Regions from separate parts of the Drosophila melanogaster genome. Here region 2 is linked to region 1. The links are chromatin contacts, called in public Hi-C maps. All regions are on one chromosome and are shown on one strand. The core of a region is the stretch at or near the end of the contact, and the rest is flanking DNA. Distances in the headings are between cores, read along the strand shown.

The links. A called contact is a pair of places that touch in the nucleus more often than the background predicts.
Region 2: a contact with region 1 is called in a Hi-C map of the Kc167 cell line, with 3 times the contacts expected there. A contact is called at or near these places in 50 of 107 Hi-C or Micro-C datasets (the Clone 8 cell line, the D17-c3 cell line, the Kc167 cell line and 18 more) and 3 of 7 datasets of targeted methods (the Kc167 cell line and the S2 cell line).

The regions. Positions count from the first base shown.
Region 1 is chr2L:304,657-307,391 of dm6, forward strand. Plc21C (Phospholipase C at 21C) reads left to right here and starts at 1,279. Exons shown (of 18, transcript NM_205884.3): 1 at 1,279-1,733. Pi3K21B (Pi3K21B,) reads left to right here. Exons shown (of 3, transcript NM_001272888.1): 3 at 1-577.
Region 2 is chr2L:400,758-403,457 of dm6, forward strand. It overlaps CG4213, which reads right to left and starts at 1,441. Exons shown (of 5, transcript NM_134676.2): 1 at 250-1,441; 2 at 1-185. The coding sequence starts at 906.

The DNA of each region.
Region 1 (2,735 bases), core at 29-2,528:
ACAAAACAAAACAAATAAGAACTCAAAAACAAAAAAGTAGCAGTGGAAGATTGAATGTATTTCAAATATGATTGATTGATGTCAATAATGTTTGCTAACTGATAGATGATGACTTTTTGCCATACCTAAATGTTAAATGGAAATATTTGTGAATTTTTCTATCTTTGCTCCTCGTCTGCATTTTTGGCGCAGGCCGGAACAAGAAGAATTAAAAACGATAACAATGAACGGCGACGAAACTGAATGTAAAACGAATTGCAAATTTGTTGTATTTTTTTATATGAACATATATATATATATACATATATATATATAGATATTTAACCATACATACCTATAAAGTATGTATGCTCTAGAATGCTATATGTTGTAGATCGTAAGCTATATGTTGTAGATTCTTAAGCGCTAACAGCAACCACAACGGAAACAACAACAACAACCATTTTTTGTAGTAGTTTTTTAAAGAGACGAGAAGCGGAGATAACATTATATATATTTGTGTCTAAAAAGAATGTTCGTAAATAACACAATCAAGAAAAAACAAAATAAACCGAAATAAAACCAAATCTTCCAGAAGTTCACATATCCCAGCTCCCAGAATATTGACCGATTCTTAAGTCGCAGTGGAACTTTACCTCAGGTTTCCTGATTATTTCGCTTTGGGTTTCTGCTTTCAATGAACTCTCATCGACTTAAATCCGCTGAGCTGGGCGAAAAGCTATCGCAGAAAAAACAGATATCACGAGTCCGCCAAATTTGCGGTAGGAGACATGCACTTCATAAGTGACCGGTTTTCAATTCTGGAGGAATCGCTGTGGAGTGACCTAGATGAGGGTTTGTATCTAGCGTCTATGCTACAAATGCATTTTATTCTGCTTTAATTTAGTCGGTGTCAGTGTTTTGCTAACAATAATGAATAACAGTAACCCCTATCGTAGAAAGTTCGATAAATGTTGTTTATGTAAGTTTCATGGTTAATTTGATGTGCAGTGAATAAAAATTCATTTGAAAAGCGCGCTCAAATGTTAACTGTAGCTGGCAGCTTTTGAACAGTGCTAAACAGTGCTGCCAACTCTTGCTTCGAAATAGTAATGCGATGGTAACTATCAAAGTATTAATCATTAAATAAATCATAAAAAGCGTAGATAGCCATAATTCGAATGCATCTGCAAATATCCCTTTATATATTACTTACAAAATAGCATAGCTGACCGGGCAGAACAGCTGAAGTCACAGGCCCATTTGGTATTTTCGTCGTTGCAGTCTACGACCACGCTAATCAACAGATTTTCGGGCAGCGCTGCGGCAGTGGCAGCATTTTTTACTCGTCGTCGCGTTTTTTGGGCTTTCGGGTGTATTTTTTTGTTTTGAATTGTTGACACATCTCCGGGACGTTTCATCGTTTTGGATTGTAATTAGGCGTGCAAGTGGAAAAGATAATAAATCAAAGCCAATGTGCAGCGTGAGAGTAACGAAAAAAAAAACAAAACAATCGCAGCGTGAGACTTTGCTTTTTGTTGTCTTTGCTAAGTGATGCTGCAGCAACAATAGTAACCAAAGCATCAAGAACATCAATAAGAGCTCCCGCAAAAATTCGCCGAACCTAAACTTATTGCAAAACAACAAGAATTGTCGTAATACGGTTGTTTTTTCTGCATTATTACTTCATAACAGAGTGTCGCTCTCTCGCTCGCTCCGGAAAAGCTCCGCTTTTGGGGTTCTCTCTCGCTCAGGTAATCAAATGTGTTTAATTCTATTAACCTTTCAAATAAGGAACAAGAAAAGTTGCGTGAGTGTGCGTGCGCATCAAAAGCTAAGAACGCAAACAAATTATTGAATAACAACGCACTAAAAACGATGGCAGGTGCCCGCGCTCTTTCTCTCTCTTCGAATGAACGGATCGTCTCCAAGCTTTGAGATGCCGTAATCTCAGCTATTGACTCCCAGGGGGGTGGCGGGGTCAGCTCTGGGTGGCCGGCAGTGGGAGGAGGGCGGAGTGGTCCTAATCGATCGGGGGGAGTGATCTCATTGCATTGCCTCTGTGCTGAGCTAATCAGTGCATCTTATCAGTAGCTCGGGGGTTAGGCGGGGTTAGGAGAGACGCAGGTGCCTTGAGCGCAGGAGGGGCGGGTCAAAAGATCAAGAGATAAGCCCGGGAGCAGAGTTTGAAACTCTTTCGTTCTCTGCGGAGAATCGGCATAAATACTTGTTTAGAGTATAAAGGCACTTGCTTAACTATCGCATATTAAACTACATTTTATTTATTTATTTATTGTTGAATCACGTACTATGCATCCAATTGTCTCATGAATAACATTGTTGATTTACTACCATCCATGGCTTCAAACTGCATACGCAGTTGTATGGAATAATTTGACTCTGTTTCCTACCACAATACTTTCCCGGCTTGCCATATGCTCCATAATGTCGTTCTACCATAATGCTCTCATTATCTTGCCGTATATTTGCTGCCTCTTCCACTTCAATTGGCCCACTCCCCAAACTCCTCCCCGTCCGCCACTCACCCTCCAAGAATAACAACAACCAAAACAGAACAAGCAAAACATGTTGTAAATTATTTTTGTGTGCCGCACCCAGGCGCCATTAAAAAGCCGAAAGGAAATTTGGGAACTTGTGCTTGATGGGGAGGGTGGTAGGAGGGGTAGGGAGTGTGCGGTGAATACAAGTGTATAAAAGTGGCAGCACATATCGCACATAACTTTAATTACAATAAC
Region 2 (2,700 bases), core at 191-2,690, 96 kb after region 1:
ATCGAGATTAGGCGCTGGAGATTCTCGTACTCCGCAGCAGCCACTCTCTGTCGCTCTTCATAAAGTTGCCTTAACTGGCGGATATTCACCAGTTGGCGCTCGTATTCCTGGCGAAGATTGTTCGACATAATCTTCATTTCGCGCTCACTAAAAGAGTTTTCGATTTCCGTCAGCTTCATCTTGAGCTAGTAGTAAACCATTTATTTAATATGGATCTTGATTTCTATACGACCTGCATTACTAGCTCACCTGAGCACACTGTTCCTCCTTCACGCTCAGCATCTGCTTGCAGCAGGAGATGACCTCCTTCAGGGTTCCTACCTGGCGTTGAACCACTTCCACTTCTCCACGCAATGACAAATTCTCGGCCTGTGCCTGCTGCAAAGCCAACTGAGCATTGGCCAGTTCGATATTGGCATGGCGGCTCCTGGAACTGGGATTCTCATCATCTGGATCTGCATCAGGCTTACTGGGACTATTCGAATGGTCGTGCTGATTATCGGCTTGACCGTCTGTAGCCGTAACTTTTCTAAGACGTTGATTCTCAGATTTTTCTATGGCCAATTGTTCTTTAAGACTAGCAATTTCATCCCTCAGGCCCTGCACAGCATTTTGGCGAACCTCTTTTTTCTGACGAAGCTCTTCTCTGAACTCTTCGAGGGTCTGTTCTCGTTGATGGGTCTCATTTCCTTTGTCCTCCATTTCAATTGCAACTTTATTCTCACGATATTTCACTCTATTTTCGGGAAGTACCTCCTCAGCTTCTTTTTGGGTTGTGGCTCGGGGGGCCTGTTCCAGAATGAGATCCTCGTGCTCGATGTTGTTCCACCAGGGCTCGTCATCAGTGGACTGCTGCATCTGCATTTGCGTATCATCCGCAGACTGTGTGGACTCGGCATTTCCCATCTTTACCAACAGAACAAAGACGAACGAGCTGTGGTATGCGGTTGTGATGATCTGTTTACCAATGCAGATTCGCCTGGCGAGCGTTAAATTTACGATTCGCTTTAATGCGACTTTTCTTCTAGAGAAGAACTCTTTGTCGGCACAAAGAAAGCCCAAGATCCACCGATCTACAGATCGCCACCAATTGATATGGCACCAATACCAGCAGGGGAAAATACCAACAAAAATCGGTGTCTATATTTGTGTGCGACGATCACACACGAGTTTGCAGATTTCGCAATTATCTATTGACTTTCACTTTTCAACCAAGGATGTTCGAGAAAAAATAATGTCCCGATTTCCATTAAATATTCTTCACTTGCACATTGAACTTCGAAAGATACGGAAAAGGAGAAACGTAACTAAACTAAATATCTAGTATACATATGATAAACTTCTATATGTATACGTGACGTTGGAAAATTTTCGGGTTCTAATTTCTATCCGTTCGACGGTCGAACGCAACTTTTCGGTTAGCCAGCTCGGGAAAAACTGAGAAAACATTGAATAGATTCTGCTATTTTTAACCCACTACGATCTCTCCTGCTTTCAAACGAATTTGGCTTCTCTCGGCGGCACTCCCAACATAAAATGCTTTGTTTTCGAGCATTAGAGATTCTTGTTATGTTGAGGGTTTGGCAAGATGTCTGAGAGTCTTCTTAGGACTCTTCCCTTCACATTCTTAATTGTTCTTTTTAGTTTTATGCACATTTTAATTAGAAGAACGTGTCAGATGAATCCGTCTAAAATTATACACAAGCGTCATTTTAATTATGAGTAAGGGGTAAAACAAAACAAAACTCTTGCCACATCGCCTGTCAAGAAATGAAGATCAAGACCAGTTGTCAAGAGCTGAAAGAGAAAGATCCGCAACACTTACTAGGTGAATGATCTGCACTGTTTTGAAGACGATGTTTCCTAACATCAGGAACTTTAATTACATATAAAAAGCATACAAAAGAATTAGCATTACTCTCAGTTTTGGTATTAGGTAAAAACTCTGGGTGAGTATGAACACATGTTCAAGGTTAAATACAGCACAATCCTATTCATTTTTCAATTCATACACGATCACAAACTTTTCTTAGCGCACCCCTGTCTGACCCACATTCGTTGACCATTATCACTTCGTTAAAGAGAATAAATCTCTGGACCTTTATTAACCAATTTGTGATAGTGGCATAGGGTATCCCGCGCACCCCCGAACTCAATGAAAATCTTTCGCGCGAAAGTTTCAAATGAAAATCCATTTGCTAGCTGATTTTTGCACTGGCCACGCCAACTTCCTGTTTTTTTCCCCCAGTGCGCGCATTTGAAAAGTGGGAAACACGCAGCAACGATTCCAAACCAAGGACGGTGAAGGGTTTTCCGGGGTAGGAAGGAAGGATGGCGCACACATTTGGCAAAGTGTCGCCAGGCTTGAAAATGAAAATCAACAATGCAATTTGCCATGGCGCCTCGCTCTGCCCCTTAGTTCTAGGTTTCTCTGTTGTTTGTAGCGACTCAAAAGGGAAAAAATTCTGCTAAAAACTTGAAGCGCCAGGCAAAAGTTGGGCCCCAGGAACGCCCTCAGCTTTTGCAGAGATTGCACACAGGCAAATGTGCAGCGAAAGTTGAAAGTAGCAAGGATACAAGAACCAGGCATCAAGGACGCTCTGCCCAAAATAAGTTGCAAGAAATCCATTGTGTTCATTATAATGGAATAATAAACCGGAGTGACTGCGTTCAGATTGGGGTTCTTTCCTTTTCCATTAG